Regions from separate parts of the Sus scrofa genome. Here region 1 is linked to region 2. A link is a contact called in public HiChIP or PLAC-seq data. All regions are on one chromosome and are shown on one strand. Each heading gives the region's core, a stretch centred on a gene start, on an enhancer-like site or on the middle of the called end of the contact. The rest is flanking DNA. Distances are from core to core; before and after follow the strand shown.

The links. HiChIP or PLAC-seq counts read pairs in DNA pulled down with a chosen protein or histone mark.
Region 1: an H3K27ac HiChIP or PLAC-seq map of alveolar macrophages shows a contact between it and region 2. The contact joins the promoter of RGS19 here to the promoter of DNAJC5 in region 2. A contact is called at or near these places in 2 of 47 Hi-C or Micro-C datasets (embryonic fibroblasts and retroperitoneal adipose tissue) and 1 of 2 datasets of contacts at active chromatin or transcription factors (alveolar macrophages).

Annotation. Positions count from the first base shown.
Region 1 is chr17:62,893,013-62,898,134 of Sscrofa11.1, reverse strand. It overlaps RGS19 (regulator of G-protein signaling 19), which reads left to right and starts at 1,986. Exons shown (of 6, transcript XM_021077657.1): 1 at 1,986-2,129.
Region 2 is chr17:62,753,214-62,759,007 of Sscrofa11.1, reverse strand. DNAJC5 (dnaJ homolog subfamily C member 5) reads right to left here and starts at 4,378. Exons shown (of 6, transcript XR_002339937.1): 1 at 4,139-4,378.

The DNA.
Region 1 (5,122 bases), core at 737-3,236, 140 kb before region 2:
CTCCCCCGGTTGAGCGCCCGGCAGTCTGAACCCCAGCGCTGAGGGTGTGTCCTGAGCGCAAGACAGTGTCCTCTGTCTAGTAAAAGCCCGTTTTATTCCATAATTTCTCTGCGCCTCCATTTCTTTCTCTTTAAAAAGGAGGTTCTAGGGAGTTTCCATCGTGGCCCAGCGGAAATGAATCCGACTAGGAACCATGGGGTTGCGGGTTTGGTCCCTGGCCTCGCTCAATGGGTTAGGATCTATCATTGCCGTGAGCTGTGGTGTAGGTCGAAGACACAGCTCAGATCTGGCGTGGCTGTGGCCGTGGTGTAGGCCGGCGGCTACAGCTCCGATTCAACCCCTAGCCTGGGAACCTCCATATGCCAAGGGTGTGGCCCTAAGAAAAGCAGAAAAAAAAAAAAAAAAAAAGAGGTTCTAATATCCTACTTGGCACACCTGGCCCCCACACTGCGAGTGCTCCATAAGAGAGGGGTCACTAGAGCAGGCAAGAGGGTGGCCTCACAGCCTGCTCTGTACCAGGAATGAAGCCCCACAAAGGCGCCTCGGTCTGCAGGGAAGTCCTGGGAAAGTGGCGGAAGGCATTTCTGCAGGGCCCGGAGGAGGCTTCCGCTCTGGGAAGGCAAAGCACGTAGGCCACAGCCCAGTGTACTGGGGGCTGTGCGGGATCGGGCAGATCCTCAGGGCGGGGAGCTCACGCCCAAACCTGGGTCCGAAGGCCATCTCCAGCAGTACCTGCTGCAGAGCCTTGAATGAGCCCCTGCCGGGCCCACTTGGTTCTTCTCTCGGAATACGGCAGACTCTCCAGAGGGAGCACAGAGGACCCAGAGGGGCCGAGGCTGGGGGATGGAGAGACCCAAGTGGCCAGCAGACATGGGAGAGCAGCCAGAGGAAGGACAGTGTAGGGAGGACTGGGAAGGAGGGGGGCGGGCAGGGGGGTGCAAGGAGGGGCCCAAGATGCTAGAGGAGTGTGCTGACCCCACCCACGTCCAGCTGCCCCACGGGTCTCAGGAGGCGGGTGGCGATGCCACATGGGGCACCTTCGCCGCAGAATCAGCATAGCTATGTGACCTTGACTTAGCGCTGGCCTGACATCGTAGTCCTACTGCCCAGGACTGTTATCCAGGCTGAATAAGAAGCAGCCACAGGAGTTCCCTTTGTGACATAGCAGAAAGGAATCTGGCTGGGAACCATGAGTTGTGGGTTTGATCCCTGGCCTTGCTCAGTGGATTAAGGATCTGGCATTGCTATGAGCTGTAGTGTAGGTCACAGATGCACTCGGATCCCACGTTGCTGTGGCTCTGGCATAGGCTGTCAGCTACAGCTCCGATTCGTCCCCTAGCCTAGGAACCTCCATATGCCGCAGGAGCGGCCCTAGAAAAGGCAAAAAGACAAAAAAAGAAAAAAGAAAGAAAAGAAAAGAAAAAAGAAGAAGCAGCCACCTCAGGAGTTCCGGTTGTGGCTCAGCGGTAATGAACCCGACTAGTATCCATGAGGACACAGGTTCGATCCCTGGCCTCACTCAGTGGGTTGCTGTCAGCTCTGGTGCACGTCGAAGACAAAGCTCAGATCTGGAGTTGCTGTGGCTGTGGTGTCAGCCAGCAGCTGCAGCTCTGATTCGACCCCTAGCCTGGGAACTTGCATATGCCGAAGGCGCCGCCCTAAAAAGACCAAAAAAAAGAAAAGCAGCCACCTCCCCTCTGGGCAGGCTTCTGGCCTCTGCCCTGGCCAGCCAGTCAGTGTGGCAGCCAGGCGGTTCCCTGGTCCCATCAGCCAGGCTCACAGCCTCAAGAGGCACCCAGCCTCCAGGACCCCGGCCCCGCACTCTCCTGCAGCTGGGCTTTGGGCCTCCCAGGCCCCTGCCCTGCTGTACTTCGGGCTCCAGCTCCGTCCTCTGTTGAGCAGGATGCAGGACTCCTGCAGCTCTCTCCTGTGCTATGGCTCTCCTTAGCCCTCCTTACCTCTCACCCAGTCTGCGAGTCCACTTCTTGTCTACTCCAGGGCTGGTCTGTCCTGCTCACCACCAGGTCCCACCGCCTGACACGAAGGGGGCACCCAGAGACTTGACGGATGGATCAGCAGCACATCGGGCTTCCCTTTAGACCCCCAAGTGCTCTGAAAAACGTGAGCAGGTAAACGTGCAACTGGAACGCAGCGTTTGCTCAGGGCCCCCGGGCGCCAGGCTGAGGGCCTGCAGTGGGACAGGAGCTGCACTCGGTCGGAGTCCCCCTGGCCTCGGACCGTCTGCAGACCACTTCCAGAGTGGGGTCAGGGCCACCCAGACACCAGCCTGAAGCATGCTGGGATAAGGAATTTAACTCCCAGCTGTACGGGGTCATAAAACAGGAGGGGAGTTGGCCCAAGAGAAGGGACAGACATTCGTGGCAAAGGGGAGGGTGTGGCTTTAAACTTCAGAACCTCCTGGGGCAACTGGAGGGATTGAAAGAGACTCCGCCAGGCCCCTCGGATCCCCCCAGCAGAAGAACCGGTGCCCCCAGTCCCCACTGGCACCGCGACAGGGAACCCCCTTCCTTGGGAAGGGCCCCTCCAGCCCCGTGACAGTTCACAGGTGAGGACACCCAGTGTCAGAGGCGAGGGCCGGGCCGGAGTGACCGCCGGACAGTGCTTTCCGGCGGCCCCTCCCTTCCTCGAGCGGGGCAGGAGGCCTGGGGGGACCCCGGAGTCTCGTGGACGCCCCACAGCACCGGCAAAGCTGGACCCGCTCCGCTGAGCCGAGCTGGGGGCACGGCCACACCCCCAGCTACGCCGGAGGCCCCCTCATCAGCACCTCGTCTCCCCCGGCCACCCCCAGCCACGGGGAGGGCGGGGGGGGGGGCGCCGCGCGCCGGGCTGTGGGGGGGGCGCGGAGCCGGCCGAGCGCGGGGCGGGGCGGGGCGCGCCGGGCGGGGCGGGCCGGGCCGGGCCGGGCACCTCCCCGCGCGAGGAAGTCCCGGCCCCGCGCTTTGGGGAAGTGCGGCCGAGGCGCCTGCGCACTGCACCCTGCGCCCGCTCCCCGACGATCCGGCCGGACCTCGGAGCGCGCTGGCCGGCGGCTGCGGCGCGAGCGGCTCGGGAGCGCGGCGGGTGAGTGTGCGCGCGCGCGGCGCCGAGACCGCGGCCCTGCCCCTCCCGCCCGGGGCCCCCGGGGCCGTGCGGGGCGGGAGCCTGGGAAACCCGCGCCCGGATCAGCACCCCAAGGACTCCCGCCCCGGGGTCCACGTGGACCCTGGGCCGCGGAGAGACTGGGGCCGGTCCCCGCGCGTGGGGGAGGGGGCGTTGCAACCGGGTTCCCCTTTTTCTGCAGCTCAAAGCCTGGGGAAGTGATTGCTCAAAGGGGGGGGCCGGAAGAACCCAGGTTTCCGCGTCTCCCGCCTCCCCCCCTCTGCCCGGTGGGGAGGGGCCGAGGCGGGACACCCGGTCTGCCCCCGCCCCCACCCGGTTGGATCTGGCAGCCTCTCAACCCTGCGAGTCGCAGGGGAGGCGCTGCGCCCCCGGCCCGAGCCGATCGGGGGCTCCTGGAGCCAGCCTCCCTCCGGAACGCGCGGGAGGACCTCCTGCCGTCTGACTTGAGTCCTGCTGCTGCAGTGCACGCCCCTTCGGCAGCCAGGGTGGGGCCCAGAGCGAACCTGGCCCCTCCCGCCCCCACCTCGCCTTTGGGTCGCTGGTGAGTGGGGCGCGTGGCCCGTTCCTTGAGGTAGGGGTGGGGGCGTCAGAAGCTGGAGGAAGGGGCGGACTTCTCCAGGCCGGACCCTACCAGCAGAGAGGGAGAGAGAGAGAGAGAGAGAGAGAGAAGTGAAGTGCGTTGCCCCACCATTGCAGAGGTGGGCCTGGGCAAGGGTCACCAAGGCCAGGATGACCCGGCCTGCCTCGGAGGAGCCTGGCTGGGACTTTCCCACGAGTCCAGTGCCAGGGGCCGCAGACAGGAAGGGCACCGAGGAGGATGAGACGAAGGTAATGGAGCCCCTCGGTCAACCCCCCCCCAAAGGTTATGGCATTTTTTCTCGGGATTGTCACATTTTCTTATGCTTTTTTTGGACTGGGCGGGCTCGGGGACGTTCTTTTCCTTCTGTGGAGCAGAGCAGCAGCTGCTCCCAAGGGAGCTTGTGTCCCCAGAGGCCAGCCTCATTGCCTGTCCGGCTTCTCCCATCCCAGACTCAGGGGCGGAAGCCTGGAGGGGCTTCGGGAGGGGAAGGACTCCCCTCCCAAATGCCAGAATGAGGGGCAGGAACCCCAGTTCAGATGCTGTAGCCCCACCAGGGAAGAGAGCAGGTGCCCCAGGGGCACAGGTGGCCCCAGCCAGCCTTGAGGAGGGCTCTGGGAGCCAGGTCCCAGGCCTGCAACCCAGACGGAAGGGACTGCCTCCCTATCCTCTGGGCCCCTGCACGCTCGGCCGGGCCCTCCTCAGTTCAAGCGGAGTTGGAGAAGGCAGCCCAGAGGAGTGGAGTCTCCGGGTGCTGGGGGCAGGGGCAGGGGGGCCCTGCCCCCACTCACAGTGGGTGGGGGTTCAGAGGAGGAAGAGCGGCTCTGCCTGGGGAAGTCACAGCCCGTCTGGGGTACAGCTACCAGACCTCAGAGGTTGCCACACCCCTTCCTTTCCCTAGAAACTTGACCCCTGAAGGAAGGCATATGCAGTGGGGCCACCGCTTCCCCGTCTGTTTGCTGGAAGCCTGTGGGACCCAGTTTGAGCCCCCCACCATGATCTCAGGGGAAGCCAGACAGGTGGGGAGGGGCCAGGGCCCCACGAGGTCCTACACCTCACCCCCAGACTGGGGTCAGGGCAGGGGCCTCTGCATGCCCAGGCTCTGGAGGCACGGGGACCCTCGGTCTTATCTCGGGCTGGCACCTCTGAGCACAGCACCTGGCCAGGGGCTGGGACCCAGATGCTGCCTGCCTGGTGACCCGCTACAAGGCCTGTGCCAGAGGACCCCCCTCCTCCCCTGCCGTAGGAGACCCCAAGAGGCTAACAGGGACCAAACAGTCATTAAAAGGCCAAGAGCAGAGGGATGGTGGGGTCAGCTGGGATGATGCTAATTAAATGAGAAAATAATGTGAAACCAAGCCGTGAGCCTCTCAGCGGCCCATGGCGGCAGCGGCGCGGTTTCAGGAGGTCCTTTCAGGAGGTCCT
Region 2 (5,794 bases), core at 3,129-5,628:
TGTGACCTACACCACAGCTCACGGCAACACCGATCCTTAACCCACTAAGTGAGGCCAGGGATCGAACCTGCATCCTCACGGATGCCAGGCAGGTTCATTTTGGCTGAGCCACAAGGGGGACTCCATATACATTCTTCTTCTCATTTATCTTCCATCATGCTCCACCCCAAGACATAGGACACCTTTCCCTGTGCTGTACAGAAGGACCTCACGGCTCATCCTGTCTAAATCTAGCAGGGAAGTTTTAAAAACCAGTTGTGTTTTGGAACGAAGTGGACCTTCCATGTGTACAGACAACTCTCGAAAAGGAAACCACTTCAGAAGGCATTCTCAAGAGTTCCCTTGAGGCACAGCAGATTAGGGATCTGGTGTTGTCACTGCAGTAGCTAGGGTCACAGCTGTGGTGTGGGCACAGCCGCCCAAAAAGGGCATTTTCAGTGACATCCCAAACCTGCTCTCACCACACACTCCGTCTTCAGACAATGAGATATTGTACCTCATTTCCGCAATTTCGATGTGAACTACTAGGATTTGCTAAACTCTTAGAATTTAAAACAATTCTTACCTACTAACGACCAAAACCTACTGTCTGCCAGCACCAAGAACGGAGGCATAACGCACCACTTCAGCAATAAAACATACTTACACAAAATTAATGCAGAGAATGAGGAAAGAGAATCTAAACTACAGGTTGTCTGATAATCTAATCCTTAAATCTTCTGGGTTGAATTCTGAGTGACCGATAACAGACCAGCTGTTAATCCGCTTCAGGGGACGTCATTACCTAAGAACTGGCCCTGGTATCAGGACAGTAAAACCAGAACCGTTCCTCCTGCCGAGGGCAGCATTTTCATAAAACGTGACGACTGCCGTTTTCAGCCTCCCTACCACTCACACCTAGGACGCACCTGCCGAGCTATCTTGCCCTCGACCATCTTCTGCCAGCTCCTCCCCCACACGCAGTAAGAGAGGTACCAGGACCCCCACTCAGTGAGTCCAAATCTTGGCCTCTTGCAGGAGGGAAAGTCTGGCACAGACCCTGCTGACACCCAGACCGGACGACTGCGACGGAGCAGGAGGGGTCTGATCTGACGCGTCCAGCCAGATCACCACATCACAGGAAAGCGCCTCTTGGGGAGAACGCTGTGCGGAGGGCACACCAAGAGCCCAGAGTCTCTGCTCTGCTTCCCGCCCTGAAGACACAGGGATCTGTTTCCCGACAGGAGACCTGGCTGCCCTCATGGGCTGAGATACGGTTTGCCCACAGCGTTATACCCTCCAAGCCCTGCGCAAAGTACTTAAAAAAGGAGTTAAGTTAAAAAAGGAATTTTTCAAGGGTGATAACACCTGTGTCCATCATAGCCTCATTTTATTTTATTGTCTTTTTTTTTTTTTTTTTAAGGGCTGCACCCAAGGCATATGGAGGTTCCCAGGCTAGGGGTCCAATGGGAGCTACAGCTGCCAGCCTGCACCACAGCCACAGCAACGCGGGATCTGAACCACCCACGTCTGCGACCTACACTACAGCTCACAGCAACACCAGATCCTTAACCCACTGAGCGAGGCCAGGGATCGAACCTGCAACCTCATGCTTACTAGTCAGATTCATTTCCTCTGCGCCACAACGGGGAACTCCACATCATGTGATCATTTTAAATAGAGAGACAAAGTCTCACCTTAGATAAATCCCACCTTGTCCCCTTACCCCAGCCTCACTGCGCTTTAGTCACTGATTCAACAAACACCTGTGGAGCATTCACTCCAGCCCAGGACCAATGCAGGCATCTCAGGCCGGAGCCCTGGAGAGGCACCATCAGCATCCTGTCAGGCGGGTGGTCAGCCCAGGAGCCAGTGCGGAGGCCTGACCTCAAGTTCTAGGTCTGGGACTGAGCACAGAGCACCCATCCTGTGTGAGCGAGGGGCACTCAAGAACAAAAAGGGCTGAGAGAGACCCAGTGCACTGACAGAACGAACGAAAACCAAGAAAATAAACTCACTCTGCGTGAAGATTCTGCAAACGACTCAAGTCCTTTAGTCACAAAGCAGGATTCAGTGTGCTCACAACAGCCTCACAGCAGAGAGCGAGCCGAGGGTCAGGAACGGCTCACTTCCCTGTGACTCGAACAGTTTACTGCATCTCACGCCACTTCATCAACAAATGAACAGCATGTGGGCTTTACCTGGGGCGGGGGGCGGCAAAGACAAAACTTCTAAAAGCATCGTTATAGTGGCAGATCAGACAAAACCTTTTGGTTCTGAGCAAACTCGAGACTAAAAGTGGCAAAAAGATTTACAGGGAAGTCCCGCACAGATCACCTCTGCGCCCTGCCTCTGGACTGGCTGTCCTCTCCTGAGAGGGAGCTGACTTGCCACGGACCTCCCTCAGCACCCAGCGCCCAACTATTCAGCACTCACCCACAACGACTTCCCAGTGACAAGGTCGCTGTGCTGCAGAGCTGCTGCTAAGCTCATCACTCTCCTTCATTCGACCAGTGTTTACCGGGCACAGAGTGTGTGCCAGGAACTGTTCTTCGCACCAAACAGCCACCCTGTGGACCTTACCCCACAGTAAAGGATTACGCGTAACAAACGTACTAAAGAGACTTCAGAAGAATTAAGTGCTGTGGGAAATTAAACAGGAAAGGGAATCAGGAAACCGGAGGTGGCGAGCTGGAATTCTAGGTAAGATAGGGAAGGCCTGCCCTCACTGGGCCTAAGAGTGAGGAAGTGAGGGATCCGGGCAGATCCGAGGACAGAGCACATGAGTCTGTTGAGAGAATGGCCAAGAGGCCATGGCGGTGGGGGTCAGAGGGTGGCAAGGGGCGTCCCTCCCCAACAAAGGTGCCCACCCAAGGCCACAGGCTCCAGAGCCGAGGTCCCTCAGCAAGGCTGTCTCCTCCACATGCAGACCTAAGCGTCTGCTCACCACAGATGCCCAGGTGGTCTGCTTTCGCCACGGCCAAGGGGAACAGGCGCAACACACACGACCCTCAGATCCCAGGGCTAGTGGAGGCACCTGCCCCACAGCCAGAGCGGCTCCTACAGCCCTTGGTTTGGCCACAGGCCCCCAGAGGTGCCCGGGGTCCCAGAGTCCTGACAGGTCAAAGGAGAGCTGCTGGCTCTCAGTTATAAAGTTTCCCAAAGCCCTTAAGTCCTGCCTCATAGCGTCACCTCTCATTTGACAGATGACACGATGCTGACACTCACGACAACACTGAACAAGAGAGGAGCAAGAGAATAAACATAAAATCTCAGAGCTTTGCCTTTAGGCAACCAAGTCACAGACGGGCCAGTACACTTGTTTTGTCATTAAGATAGTTTGTAAACAGACAGAGGTGTCCAGCACGGCACCCATTAGGCTACGACCGGCTGGTTAAAATGTCTCCTTATCAAACCTCAACACGAAAATCAAAATAAAACTGAAACTTTTGCTTCCCTTCCTGTGTGGCACAACCAAATGCACTCCGATAAATCGTCTCAGGCACATGAAAAAGGGGCTCCTTAATCCAGCCTCTCAACACGAACAAGTTAGAACCTGAAGGGAAGAGCTCCCGACACTGTCTCCGCAAGACAATACACAGCGATGCTCCAAATAATGTCCTTGCGACGCAGAGAAAACACTTCTTTCTTACCAGGCCGACGATTCACACCCCCGAGATTAATTTACAGCGCGTCAAGGAACAAAGCTCACTTCGCCGAGCTCCAAGCGTGACCCGGGGACAGGTTACGTGGCTGCTGCATCCGGCGGCTCTGCCCCCCGCGGCCCCCTGGACAGGAAAGCCCCTCCCCAGGGCGGTGGGCGCCCGGCGCACACGCCGGGCCCTGGGCCCTCGCCGCCGCCGCCGCCGGTCAGGTCTGGCCGACCACAGCGCGGGCCCGGCGGCCTGGCCACGGCGCGCGCCCTGGGCCTCCCGGCGCCTCTCCGGCCCGGCCGCCGCCCCCCGCCCCGAGCGGGGAGGGAGGGAAACAAGGAGGGAGGGGGTCGCCGCCATTTCCGGCTACGGGCGCGCGGCCCCCCAGCCCGCGTCGCGCCCCCCTGCGCCCCCGCCCTCCTCCAGCCGCCTCCACATCCCGCCCCCAGTCACCGCGAGGCCCCCGCCCGGCCTGACGCGATGCCGCGGGCCCGCCGCGAGCTCACCTGTCCGCGCGCCCGCCCGCCCGCCGGCTCCGCGGCTCTGCTCCTCCCTGCGCAGCGCTGCTGGGCAGCCGGCCGACGCGCTCCTCAGCCGGGGCTGCGCCTCGGGACCCGGCGGCGGCGGCGGCGGCGGCGGCGGCGGCGGCGGCGGCGGCAGCGGCGGCGGCGGCGACGGAGTCGGCGGCGGGGGCAGCGGCAGAGGGCGCGGGAGCAGCACCGGCAGAGGCGGCGAGGGCGCGCACGCTCACGCACGCTCACGCACGCACCCGCACCGGCGCGCGCGCTCCCGGGAGGACGTGGGCGCCGGTGGGTCGGAGCTGCGGGCTGGGCAGGCCGCGCGTGCGCTCAGAGCGCTGCGCAGAGGCTCCGCCCACGAGGGGCAGGGCCCGAATGACAGCAGTGGGCGGAGGCTCCAGAGCTCCCAGCGGAGGCTCCGCCTACTGAGGGCGGAGTCCCGAGTGCCAGCCCATACGCGGGTGCTCCGAGAGCTGTGGGCGGAGCTTGCACCGCGGAGCCGGAAGCCTCCACCGCCCAGCAGGGGCGGGGCCGAGACGCGGGGGCGGGGCCTGCCCGCCAGCGCTTCAGGTAGTGGCTAGTGCGCCGACAGGTGCTGCGGTAAACGGATGCGGGGACTAGTTTGGCGGCTGACTTTGCCTGGAGCTTCACGTAAGATTGGGGAAACGCAATTGTTCTCGTCAAAGAACAAGCGAAAGAGGGAGCTGGTGGGAGTTGTCCCAGAGGCCGCCGACCCCTGAACCACTGTTAGGGACCGCGCGGTGCAGAGATGTGACTTGCTTCCTACCTCCCCAATCGCCGAAGTGTCACAGCCATTGTCCAGCCCCTCCCAGAATCACCTGCAAACAATGCCTTGAATGGGCAGTTGTACCAACTTCTACTCACTTCCCTTCCGGTCCAGTTTCGACCCGTTCTTTGACTCCGAGGGAGGGGAGACCTGCTCGTCACCCTTCGCTAACACTCCTTATAACAGGAGGTATTCTGCCGTATACTGAGTGCCTGGTACATCTGTATGTGCTATTTCATCCTGAAAGCCGTCCAAATCGATTTTTTTTTTGGGGGGGGTCTTTTTTAGGGCCGCACCCGCGGCATATGGAGGTTCCCAGGCTAGGGGTCGAATCGGAGCTGCAGCCGCCGGCCTGCACAAAAACCACAGCGACTCGGAATCCGAGCCGCGTCTGCGATCTACACCACAGCTCACGGCAACGCCAGATCCTTAACCCACGGAGCGAGGCCAGGGATCCAACCCGCAACCTCAGAGTTCCTGGTCCGATTCGGTAAGCACTAAGCCAGGCCTGGAACTCCCCCAAATCGACCTTTCCATTCACTTCTCTTGCCTCCTCACTTCCACACTTGCCCACATCAGCGGAGTCACATTCTTAACACAGAAACTTTATGACACTGAAGTCTTCCTATGACATACTGAGTAAAATCCAAACTCTGCCAACAAGCTCCAGCCCCGTTTACCTCCACCCTCTTCTTACACCTCTCTGCCATCCTTGAACTGCCCAGTTTGCCCCAGGCCTGGGGCCTCTAAGTGGCAGAGAGCTCAGGAAGTCTCCTGGCAGTTATTAAGTTGTGCAACATCAGTCAGGCAGCACAAAAAAGGCGTAGGCCAGAAAAACAAGCAGCAGAAAGGCCAGA